Linked DNA regions of Callithrix jacchus: region 2 is linked to region 1. The links are chromatin contacts, called in public Hi-C maps. All regions are on one chromosome and are shown on one strand. The core of a region is the stretch at or near the end of the contact, and the rest is flanking DNA. Distances in the headings are between cores, read along the strand shown. Region 1 holds the start of TAGAP (T cell activation RhoGTPase activating protein). Region 2 has its middle 47 kb from the start of FNDC1.

The links. Hi-C and Micro-C count contacts between places; a contact is called where the count stands out from the background.
Region 2: a contact with region 1 is called in a Hi-C map of skeletal muscle, with 7 times the contacts expected there. The contact joins the enhancer-like site here to the promoter of TAGAP in region 1. A contact is called at or near these places in 3 of 3 Hi-C or Micro-C datasets (induced pluripotent stem cells and skeletal muscle).

The regions. Positions count from the first base shown.
Region 1 is chr4:165,856,837-165,863,285 of calJac240_pri, forward strand. It overlaps TAGAP (T cell activation RhoGTPase activating protein), which reads right to left and starts at 3,620. Exons shown (of 10, transcript XM_035297090.3): 1 at 3,508-3,620; 2 at 2,760-2,844; 3 at 2,618-2,671; 4 at 2,228-2,294; 5 at 741-907; 6 at 1-50. The coding sequence starts at 2,828.
Region 2 is chr4:165,918,832-165,925,280 of calJac240_pri, forward strand. No RefSeq gene overlaps it. Among named protein-coding and RNA genes, the nearest start is that of FNDC1, 47 kb to the right of the region's middle. Within about 2 kb of position 3,165, at least 5 of the 16 cell types and tissues checked have an H3K27ac peak or open chromatin away from gene starts, as enhancers often do.

The DNA of each region.
Region 1 (6,449 bases), core at 2,370-4,869:
AATATCCCTTCGGTTGAAGGGCCTTTAAGGCACAGAATAGTGAGAATGTCCTAAAGGAAACGGGGATAGGAAAAGGAAAGGTTTACTCTTGGTCCGAAGACACACCCTGCGCTGCTGCTAATGGATGAATATCTATGCCTAGGTTGCAGACAGAATTAAAATAATACATGAACAGTCTCCAACTTTACTTGTCATGAAATGTCCTCTCCCTAAAAGTTAGTTATCTTCTCTAGTATACTAAGATAGTCTTAACAGGAATATTAATGTCAGATTTTGCTTTCAGTCCTGTTGCTATCAATGACCTTCCTCAACCCTGCAATTTTTCTAAGAGGTGGCAAATTGTGAAAACTCTAATTTTGCACTTTCTAAAATCACTTTGGACTTCTCTCCTTTAAAATACTTCTATGTGAACACTGGATTTTGGGTCACAAAGTCTATACTCTATCTCCCCCTTTTGGCTTTTCAGAAGCTACAAATCTTCAGCATCCTTCACTTTGTGAAGGCAGAGAAATGGAGGGACCATCGCTCTGAGCTCATTGGTAAATACAGCTGATTTCTGTAACGGAAGCAGTCAGATATTCTTCTGACTGCGTGCGTATGTGGGAGCGCCATGTCCAAGAGGGGAAAATATGGCAGATCAGTCCCTACAAACTCAGTAGGAGAATGATATTCAGATTTCCTAAGTATTTTGCATGTCCAATTGAAGACTGAAGTAGGTTTATGAGATAATGCACACCTACCTGGATGGGCCTGGGGAGTGTGTCACTGTCACCACAAATAATTGACAAGGGCTGATCAAATAGCGATGCTTTCAAGTCGGTTTCCAAAGCCCCAGAAAAGTCAGATGCAGGGGAGAGCCTTCTCATGAGAAAGGGCCAGGAGAGCACCTTCTTTCTCTTCTTAACTTCTACAGCCAAGAAAACAAGGCAATGAGAAAAATTAGATTACAATATTAATATGTAAAGATCCAGGTAAGAAAATGGGTATCGCTGGCCTCATAATGTGGTCTAGAGTATGCCATGTGAGAAAAATAATTTTGAAAACTTGAGAAAGAAAAGGGCATGAATCTTAAACTAGAAAACCAACCGATAAACAACCACACTGTTACCAGGGCAACCAGACCCTAAACATCAACACCAGGGTTCCTCAAAGCCTCCACCTTTCCTGTTTTCACCCGTTCCAGCTGTTTGCAGCAGAAAATTAGCAAAACCTAACTGTGCAGATCATAAACAACCATCTTAAACTACTGGCTGGAATAACTACAGAGGCCATTTCTGATATGAAATAGATTATTTTAATTTCCTCCTTTAATTGGTGAGGAAAACGAAACTTAAAAGGCAAGGAAGTGACTTGCTCAACATCTTTTCGAAGGCGCTTAGCAGGGCTAGCCCCAACCCTCTGCAGCCACGCACGAAACAGCCACTAGAGGGAACTAACACCATTCGTTCATCCAGGTGACTGGTCACCTGGGTTTTCCAGGTTGCTGCTTTAGGACAGAGGCAAATACAAATCGCTGTGGGAAGCCTTGAACCTATACCTGGCAACTGGGAATTATCAGCAAAACGTTTTCAAGATATTCTGTCCTTCCAAAATCCACAAGATGTATGTGCAATGGATATCACATCTCAAAAATTTCCTCTTTTCCTTCCTTCTCCGTTTTTACTAATTATAAAGGCTGTGTTTTTCTAAATGCGTTGGCATATGTTCCTGTACATTTTAGATTGGCAAGTGGAAGCTCGATAAGAAAGAAGTGGCCAGTCTTTACGGTTCAGGAGAACTGGGTCAGGGTTACATGATAATAAAAGGCATTCTGAAAAAAATTGAGAGGAATGGCGGGTCCTTTGGGGTTTGAGATCAGCAGCAGTTGCTTCAGAGGCTCTTAGATGCATTCTCCGTAAGAGAAGGAAGAAAACAGAAAAGACACTGTGCGTTTTTCAAACGTCTGCATGCTTTAATTGTCAAAACGTACATGACCAGGAGATTGAACCGCAGGAAAAATCCTTGGCAGAACCGGGGGATTCTCTATGGAGAAGCTCTTTGCTCTCCCAGCACTTGCTGCTCTAGTGAGTTGGAGCATACACGCAATTTAAGGGTTAATGTTCTGCGGTCTTTAACAGAACACTTGTACAAAAAAATTCCTAGTAGAGTAAAAGCGCTGTGGTTTTGCAAACCAAGAACACTGGTTGTTAGCACTTACATAAAACATTGGTATGTTTTCAAAACTCACCAATTAGCTGGCAAATACTGTCTTCACTCTCAGATGACGCCAACAGGGGATGTTCCTTGATATCACCCTAAAATATATTGATTTCTGTTAAAAATAGTGACTGAAGAAACCTCTCCAGTCTTTCCCCATAAAACACACATACAACGTTTTATTCATATTAAAAGTTAAGTCAGTAGATTGCATTGATGTTTTTTCTAGCTTCTAGAAGCAATATTAAAGTCTTGATTGTCATCATATAAGATTCTAATTAATGTGTTTAATTTACTACATATATGATGTTGATTTACTACTCTGATGGTTAATATTCAACCCAAATAATATTCAATTAAAACAGAAAGTTTTTCACTTTCTCACAGTACAGATAAAAAGTTTTAAAAATTACGTCCTTACCTCTGATTGACATTCGATTAGTGTCTCCATATTATTGGCATTTAGTGTTTTTGGCTAAAAGAGAGAAAATAAAATTTGGTAAACATCTTTTGGCTCTTGCCTCTAGGAAATGTGAATGAATAAATGTGAGAGGGTCACTCACAGCATCGTGGCTGCTTCTCAACTTCATCAGCGTTGGGGCGGATGGTCCAGGGGTGAATTTCACTCCCATGCGACTTTGACTGTGTCTGCAATGAATCGTGTGGAAAGGGGTCAGGAGCGACACTCGTAGTAGGTTGGCCACTTTCAGTGCCACTTTGCCAAAGCACAGAGTTTGAAACTACACATTTATTTTCTATTTTTTCAATTGCCTTTACTTTGGAATAAATCTATTACGTAGACAAGTTTTCATTTCAAGTCAGCTCTATGTTACCAGATGTCTTAGGCTGTTAAGAACAGCATCTGAATACAATTATTTCAAAATTATTTAAGCCAACTATCTTCACCATTTTAAACGTTGTTATTCATTTATTCCATTCCTTTCAAGAGATAATCTGGATATCAGTTACATTAACATTTTAAATTAATGTTAATAGTTTTTTGGGAGTGCTCACTGTACGCCAGCAATAGTAATAGGTGCTTTGCATGGATTTTCTCAGCTAATCCAAAAAGGAAAAAAACGTATCCCTGGGACGCTACAATAGTAAACATGAAACGAAGATAACATTTACAGAATCCCTACACCAAAGAGGTGCAGCCTTCACATTGAAGCAAAGCTTTCCGTGTCCTGAGACTTTATAAAGTGAGAGCACATTCCACGGTATAGCTGTTTTCTGTTGCCTATGATCTGAGTGACCTGTGACTTGTCGGGCAGCTTGTAATTTCTAGGCGTGTTAATTTATAGTACTTACCCTTGGAGGGTCTCTAGCCAGAGTTCTTTTACAACCGGTGAGCTGTGGAGAATGGGAGAAACAGCATGACACTCTGCTCCTTCTAGTCCACTGGGAGGGAGAAAGACTGAGCTGGTCTCTCTACACATGCTCTGCATTATAAGCGAGGGGGCGGGCAGGTGGAAATTCAGAATATTACCGAGACCGGAAAGAACATCATGGGCTGTCACACGGACGGAGCCAGCCAGACACTGGAGAGCTCTCACTTCCTCATTCCTTTTAGGGCAGCTCTGTCTTTTTTTTTTCCCTCTTCCATTTCAAAGTAAAAAAATCTGTAAACTAGTAGGAGTGGAAAAGATGACATTCAGCCCACAGGTGAAGGCTGTGATTAATATCACAGGTGGGATGTGTGAACAAGAAATTGTGTTATTCTGGGCATAAACATCACTTTATTTTCTAAAGTGGTAATTTCAAGTGCCTTTATTTACATCCTGTTTGGATGCTGTTTCCCCTCCCATGTGTCATCTGCTCTGTCCACTAGCACCACACATTGATTAGCACTCCTGGATGTGGGACACTGTTACAGAACCAAGAAAGAAACCCGAGACAGTCCCTCCCTTGAGGAACGATCACCATCCAAAGCCAGGTTAGTTTCCTTTGGAAGTAGGAAGAAAGCTCCCTCAAGTCAGCTGTCAGTTTCTCCTTTCTGTAACTCCTGGTCAAAAAATTAACACTTTACAGTCAGAGCAGCTGTAGTTCTGACACGGAAGGAAAACAAACAAAAAATTCCTTTGATCAGACCAATTTGAAATAGGAAGGAGATGGTGAATTTCATGTGTGGATCTCTCCTTCTGTATAAGAGAATTTCTGATCTTTTCTATAGATCAAAGGCTATATATGAAACCACTCAAATGCCTCAGCACGAGAATGGATGCATAAATGTTGGTCCACTCACATAGGAGATGAATGCTATATAGCACTGAGAATGAGCAGCCTGTGACTATATCAGCAATATGGTTGAATCTCACAATATGATGTTGAGGAAAAGAAGCCAGACATGAAAGTGTATATCCTGCCAGTTCCCATTAATGCAAAGCACAAAACCAGCAAAAGTAGCCTGTGCTGTTGGAAGCAAGAGTAGCAGTTTCCCAGAGGGGATGATAGGGACTTCCAGCGGCCAGGGGTGGGCTGGCTTGGTAGTGGTCCATTCTTGATCTGGGTGGTGCTAGGTATGTGCACATTTCCCTATGTGTGTTGTTTTTCAGTAAAAGTTTTAAAATAACTTGGCTTCATTTATGATCAGCATCTTTAATTTTAAGACTTTTCCATATTGTTAATTCTGTTGTCATTTTACTAAAAGGAGGTGATTATGGGGCAGACTTTGGGAAGTGGAAGCACAAAGAGGTAGAAATTTGCTTTGTAACCCAGCTGCTCAGTGGGGACATAGGGACAGATCCTGGTTTTCAGGCTTCCAGCTGGGCGCTCCCTCTCTTAAAGCCACCACAGTGCCAGAGTTCACCCAGAGTTCCCAAGGCAGCTGTAGAGGCCACCATGCTTTCAGCATCTCTCTCCTGCCTGTATAAACCTCCAAAGTGAACTCACTGATTTCGTTAATTGAAAAAAGGCATTTATGCTGTGCCCAGCCTAGTGCCAGGCATATAGTAGGTACTAAGTAAATAATTTCTGAATATATATATTTCCTTATAAAATAGTCAACATAGAATGTTACTATAATATTCTATATATTGTAGAATGTATACTGTGATGTATAGTCATTGTTAGTATATATTTTCTAAACTTTTTTTTTCCTGACAAATTGACTTTTGAAATTTTTGTAAGAAACTTAATGTGCTTACTGTTCTTTCTTTCTTTCTTTTTTTTTTTTTTTGAGATGGTCTCACACTGTCACCTAGACTGGAGTGCAATGGTGCGATCTCAGCTCACTGCAACCTCCACCTCCTGGGTTCAAGTGATTTTCCTGCCTCCAGAGTAGCTGGGATTACAGGTGGCCCAACACTGCACCCAGCTAATTTTTGTATTTTTTAGTAGAGACGGGGTTTTGCTATCTTGGTCAGGCTGGTCTCAAACTCCTGACCTCGTGATCCACCTGCCGTGGCTTCCCAAAGTGCTGGGATTACAGAAGTGAGCCATTGCTCACTACAATCTCTGCCTCTCAAGTTCATGCAATTCTCCTGCCTCAGCCTCCTGAGTAGCTGGGATTACAAGCATGTGCCACCCTGCCCGGCTAATTTTTGTATTTTCAGTATAGACAGGGTTTTACCATGTTGGCCAGGCTGGTCTCGAACTGCTGACCTTATACAATCCACTTGCCTTGGCCTACCAAAGTGCTGGGATCGCAGGTGTGAGCCACCGCATCCAGCCTCAGCATCTTTTAAAAATACATAACATTAATGGTTTGATGACCGGCAGAAATGGTTATATCGACAGACTTTGCTTTTTCTTCTGGGACCTACCATGCCTAGTTAAGCAATCAGGGAAGGTACTGAGCTATCTAGGATGAAAAGTTAGTAGCAAATATGGCAAAAGAAAAAAGTCAGGGCCCCTATATTTTTTAAAGTGGAAACACGTTTTGGCTCTTCTTATTGACCCAACTGATGGTGGGAAAGCCCAGAGGGAGGTGCCATCCTTTGGGATCCCTGGGAGATTTTGACAGTCAACATCTAATGAACAGGCACATTTTGTGATGGAAGGAAAGCCACCATTGTTGGCTGCTGGTGGGAGGCTGAGGAGACCTTCTCCTTCAGGACGGTGGCCCCACCTCCCTACGGTCCCTACTGTGGAAAGAGTTGTGAAGGGCAGGTGCTGCACCCCAACTCTGAAAAATCTCACAGGAATTTTGATCGTAGTTTTCTGAACAATAGGAGAAACATTTGCAAATACAGTGTGAAATTTGGAAGCAGTCACGTCAAAAGTTAGAAAAAAAAGATGGAAATATCAGTTTC
Region 2 (6,449 bases), core at 1,915-4,414, 62 kb after region 1:
ATTTAGGTTATGGCAGAATGTTCTGTTTGTGGACACAGTAAGCTGAGGGGGTGCCTCTGGGCTCAAGGGAAATGCCGCTAGAGGGCAGGAGGCAGGCTCATGCTGCCCACGCCTTAGCTTGTCTGCAGGGGCAGGCATGTGGCAGGCGCCAGTCCCCGAGCATGGGCGCTGGGAAATTTCACTTCCTAACACATCTCTTGCGAAAAAGGAGTTGGGTGGTTCTGAAGGGAAACCAGGCAGTGGAGGCAGAAGCAGGGAAATAGAGCCCAAGTGCATCTGTGAGTGTAGCTATGGGTGCGGTGTGCAGCTGGCTTTGAAGCGCTTAATAGTCTACACCAGGATTTCTTAAACGGGAGTCAGAGGATTGCTTCAAGTGGGAGAGGGACAGAGATAACAAAAAAACAAAAAAACAAAAAAAACCCCACACCAGATTCTCAAAGGGCTCCATTCACGTCCTCCAAAATACTGAGAATTCACTCTTTAGTAGGAATTCCACGAATAAAGGGATAACGTATGACATTTGAAGTGAGGCTGTCCCTTATCATCCTGTTTGTTTTCAAGGTAGCCTCACAAAATCACATGGCGTCCCCTGCCACCCTTCAAATCCACCCTGGCATTCAGGACGCTGCTATTCTCTGCTTGGAAGGGTCCTCGCCTGGCACCGAAAACTCCCATTGTTTACCAGAATCTGACTCAAACCTCACCTCTGTGTGGTGCCTTCTTAGACTCCTGGGAAGACCTGGGCGCCCTCCTCTAAGCCTGCCCAGCACCCACTCTGCCTCGAACACTTGTGTGTCCCGTGGTGACTTGCTTACCTGTCACTGTGTTGGAACACCTTGCTGGATTCATTTCCCCATCCCCAGCACTGATCTCTGTGCCAGGTTCACAGATGTCCGTAGATTGCTGTGTGATTGACAGTCTGGAAGCTGGGCTATTAAGGGCAGTTGTCCAGCCAAATCTGAGTGGAACTGGGTCAGGATTTAAAGATGTGGTTAGTCTGATTCACACAGACTCTGTAAATGTCATTGATGATTATCACTGGCATTTGGATGGGGTGGTCCCTGTGACCACAGGGCAGAATATTCAATTATTCAGCACTTCCTGTATGCAAAGCACTCTACCGGATCCCATGGGTAGGGGGAAGTCTCACAGAGGATGAAGACATTGCCCCTTCTTCCAGGAGATGTTTAAATTCTATTGATTGGGTTAAGTTCATACAAAATTCAAAGTTTTTAGCCTTGGTCTCATGATCAGACCAGCCAGCTTGGGTCAGAAGTGTTTTGTGCTTAGATACTCTCACAGGTATGCTTTGTATTCTCAAACTGAACATCTGGTAACACAGCTCAATTGGCAAGATAATCAGGTTTCTTTTCTTAGGTCTTTGGAAGGAGAACAATTGGATACTATGCGTGGGATCTTTGGCCAATTACAGATAGTAGCCCTTGAAAGCACTGGAGAGACCTGGGCCCTAACATGGGGGAAAAGGTTGGAAATTCATCGATGGGAGTGGAGGTTAGACATATTTTAATTTCATGTGCTGTCTTGAATACTGTGTACCCCGGCGGCTTCTTTACTCAAGATTTACAATCATTTGATTCTTCTATTAACTAGATTCCCATTCAAGATTTTCTGATTCTCCTCTACTGTGGATATTAGCTTAGAAGAGATCATTAGAGTCCATATATAATTTTTGAAATCTTTATTTGAAGTTTTAACTGCTAAAAATGATTATTAAAATCATAGTGTGTAGATTCAGATATGTGGTTCCCAGATAGAAAATTTAAGCCATCTCGAACCACACATCTTCCCCCCTGCCCCCCGAGATGGAGTCTCACTGTGTCGCCCAGGCTGGAGTAAAGTGGCATGATCCCAGCTCACTGCAGCTTCTGCCTCCTGGGTTTAAGCAATTCTCCCTGCCTCAGCCTCCTGAGTAGCTGGGATTACAGGTGCTGGCCATCATGCCTGGCTAATTTTTGTATTTTTTAGTAGAGATGGGGTTTTGCCATGTTGGCCAGGCTGGTCTTGAACTCCCGGCCTCAGGTGATCAGCCTCCCAAATGCTGGGATCTTGGGAAGTGAGCCACTGCGCCGGGCCTCTAACCACACATCTTAAAGGGCTTCTGTGGGCACCTCCACCTCCTTGTGAGACACGGGAGTCTCTTCACGAGAGCAGTGGCTTCCCCAGGTAACAAATACAGCCTGAGGGCACCGTGGTCCGGCCCAGACACACTGGCCTTCCTTGAGGCCTCGGGCATTGCTTAGACCTTCAGCCAAGTCTCTCTCCGTTTGGAGAGCTTGGGAAAGTGGTTTTTATCTCCTAATAAAGAAAATAAGTTCCTATAACTGCCTCAGAGATTCCATTATCTCCTTTCATCATCATCAGCCTCCTCGACGCCCCCAGGCCGGCTGACCGCAGTTAGGTCCCAGATGAGGAGGCTTCAAGCAAGGCCCCAAGCGCACAGCGCTGCAGGCTCCGCCCTCTCTGCGCTCCTCTTCCTTCCCCTCCTTCTTTCCTCTCTTCTGGATCTGGATCCCCCACAGCTGCTCAGTTACCCAGAGCAACTGCCGCGTGTCAGCTCCCCCACTCCGGGGTGACGGTGCCTGCAGAGGACGAGGCTGTGTCTGCAAATGTCCCCCCCCCCCGCCCCCAGGCCTTTCTCCCTCTCCCACCGCTCCCCGATTCCTTCACAAAAGTCACATCACAGCCTGTAACACAAAGGCTGATCGGATGTGTGGACAACAGCTCTATAACCTTAATTCTCGAACGATGCGAGGCAGCCAGGGAAGACCGTGTCAGCCATCCACTGCTGTGGCTCTGCGGAAATGCTTCCAGCAGAAACAACCTGTCCACACTGCGGAGCCTTCCTCGGGAGGGAGGTCCCAGCGCGGCTAGTTTTTGCGCCTCCGAAGGGGGCAGTGCGCCCTCTGCAGGGAGCCTGTGGCTCTGCCGCAGCCGGCGAGCCTCCAGGGTGAGTCAGTGACCCTCCTGCGCATGCCTCGGTGGATGAGCGCTCTCTTGTCCTCGGCAGCCTGGAAAGGGGACTTTGTGCCCAGGGAGTGGGGACTGGGGCAAGGGAGAGGCTGCAGTGTTATGACAGGGATGTCCTCCTTTCCTGGAGGTCACTTTGGGTTTGACCGTGTGCTATCGGCTGCCTGGCATGGTTTCTGATTTGCTCCTCCCTGAGGAGCCTTGGTTGTGCTGTTTCAAGCTTATCTAACCCTAACTCATGCAAAGACCCGAAGCCCTGGCATCCTACAGGGGATCCCAGTCTTTCTCATTATCTGTGCTACCCACTTCCAGAGTCTCCCTGGGATAATCGCTCATCCACTTCCTAAGATGGGTTTGATGAATGATGCAGTGTGGCCATGGTGAGGGCGTCTGGCCTGCGGCAAGTGTCTAGTCGCTGGCTCAAGCTTTCGTTCGGCCCAGTGCTGTCTGAGTGAGAGCCTTAGGGAGAGATGTTAGTGCTTATCCAGTTTGGGCCAGTTCAGCAAAGAAAACTTTAAACTTAAACAATCCTCTTAGATGACTACCTTTTGCTTTTGTGAATGCCCCCACCCCCACCCCCCGCCCGCCGCCCCACCCCCCAGCTCTGTGGTTGTTTTGGAGTACACCCACATGATGCCAAAAATACCCTGGTGATTCAGTGAAGAACCTGATGCTCTGTCCCTGGGCTGCCACGTGTCTGAGGACAAGCTGGGTGCTCCTCACGCCTGCACAGCTCCTCTGGGCAGCAGGCTTATACGCTGCTGCTGTGATGTAAAATGCCCTAGAGACGAGGTCAGCCAGGTAGGCTGAGGTTAGGCCTCTGCTCATGGAGATGCTCAGTGCCCTAGTGGGCTCCCTGGCAGCGGTTCACCGGGGTGGGTTTTCACCTACTTCATATGTGGCTGCGCCTTCCCTAAAATCTTGTCCAGTCCAGCAGCTGGCACTGAGGAGCAGCTCTGAGCCAGGTTCCTGAGCTGTGGGAACAAACGAAGCAGGACTGATCGTTGTCTTGCTTGGTGGGAAACAGTGGCTGCACTTAGGGCACTCACGTAAAAAGCGTGTCCCTAACGGAACTGAGAAACCCAAATTGTCTCCTTGTCATCCTCTGCTCTGCTGCACTGCCTGGAAGGGAGTGGCTCGTAAACTCGGAATAAATATATTTATCAATGAGGTCCCAACGCTCGGACCAACAGTGAATGGCTAGGGACGCCTGGTTGGATGATAACAAGACAGTTCCAGCAGAAGGGGGCGGGCTGTGGACCCTTCTGAAGCTTCAGTGGTTGAACTATGATTCAACTGAAAACATCAGTCCATTTTTGCACTAAGCGAAAGCAGTAGTTGTGCAAATCATTGTACTCACACTGGCCAAGGAACCACCAAGGGGCCGAAAAGGACAGGGCGGAAAAGCTCCGTCCCCAGCTCCCTCCCCTTCTCTTGGCCTGCTTGGTGTGATTGGGACACTTGATTTCTGGGCCTCCCATGTAGCGACCCTAACTCTGAACACTGGCTGTGTTTACAGCCCTTCATGTGTGGTGATTTGACAAACCAGTGAGCAACGCTGTGACTTCATTTCTGGAAAGTGAATATCACCAGTGATTTCTCAACAGTGTCCAGCTGTGTTTACTTTAACACACCTTGTTTTCCGTTTTTATTGACAACGGCTACAGAACTCTGCCATTTGCTCTGAGTTAATGAGAGGGCATCTGTTGCATCCCATTGTGCTTGGTCAACATCTCACACACTGTTTACTCCGACTCTATGGGCAATACGGAATCTCCAACAGATAATGGAAGAGTTGCTTCTTTCCAGACTGGAGTTGGTTTCGTGCAGAAGTGGAGAAGTGAGCATCTTCCCTGGCACCTGTGAATCAGGTCTTCCTGGCTTGGGTTATTGGAATTTAGTCACATGTTAAAAGGACCCAATTCCTGCTAGGTGTGACATGAGATTTTGCTGCAAGTAGAAATCCCTAAACATCAAACCTGCTGATAATCAAATGAAAAAAACTCATTCCAAGGTCAAATAGAAATATATTCATTGTCAAAAATCACATGGACCTTGCAGGATAAGAAAGAACAAGGAAGATGGTCAGGTTTCTACCATCAGATGATCTTACGGGCAGATGAGGAGTCAGAATACATATGAATACGAAGAGATGAACTTCAAAATTGGGCTGCAAATGGCCAAGCTGTGGTGAATCAAGCAGACCAGAAAGGTCCCCTGAGGAAGCTGTGCTGGTGGACTGGGCCAGGACTCCCTCCAGCACAGTGCGCCCGGACCAGGTTCAGGACCAAGCTGGGTGATTGAACTCGGAAAAAAAAAAAAAAAAGGACAACCAGGTATGGCTTTTTGAGTGAAGAGTAAGTCTCTTCTGTCAAAGATGCCCCATCTGTGTCCTAGCTAATGCCTAACACCACCCTTACGAGGCAGGAGAATAGGGAATTAGGGTAACCACGTGTCAAAACATAAGCAAAGGAACAGCATGTGCAGCCATTTCCAGGCAAGATTAGGCAGCATTCAGGCCACATCCTCACTCCTGTGATAACAATGCCGGTTTCCACTTCAGCCTCTGATTGGTCAGGGGCCAATCCATCATAGGGGTAACCAATTGGAGGCCTCTAAAGGGCACCTAGGGGTATTACTAAACTATTTCAGCTTAAAAACTGCAAAGAACATTGTAATTGGGGCCGTCCAGCTGCCTGCCCGATCGAGCCCACTCTCACTCTAGAGAGTGTACTTTCGCTTCAATAAATTTGCACTTTCGTTGCTTCGTTCTTTTGTTGCTTCGTGCATTTTGTTAAGTTCTTTGTTCAACGTGCCAAGAACCTGGACAACTCACAGTCGTGACTTCCCATCCGGTAACACTCATAGAGGCATTCCTTTGCAAAAGGTTTCTTGATCCCTGTTCAAAGGCAAGTGCCATGTTAAGGTACTCTTATTCATGTGAATAATTTCCCTTCTTAAAATCAGGTTTCTATGGGAGAGGAAGAAGTGGGGAGTATGAAGACCCCAGGAAAAGAGTTTGCAAAGAGGAGAAGATCCAATTTCACACCTTTGAGTAGTCCAGCTCTGGAATCCAGTGGGGGATTTTAGAAGATTCACCAAGGTCCATCTGTCCTTTTCCTGCTGTTCTTTCCAAATAGGCAAAGGAGTAGCTGAGGGAAACGCAGCTTTGTGAGGGAAGCCTGGAGCATCAGAAATGTGCTCACACAGAGGCTGTGACAGGAGACCTGTGATGTGGCAGGCTCATTGGTGCACACACGGCTGTGTCGGCCATGGCCCTGTCAGGTGGTTCGGGAAGGAAAGGCCCCCAAATTCATCCTTCTGAGTCATCAGTCAGATAGATATCTCATTGTTTTTTCTCCACTCCCACAGCGACCCTGAAGCTTCACATTGACTTCCTGGCTCAGACCGCCTGTATGGCACCTAGCAGGCTGTGCTTGCAGAACAGCAGGCTGGCTCTG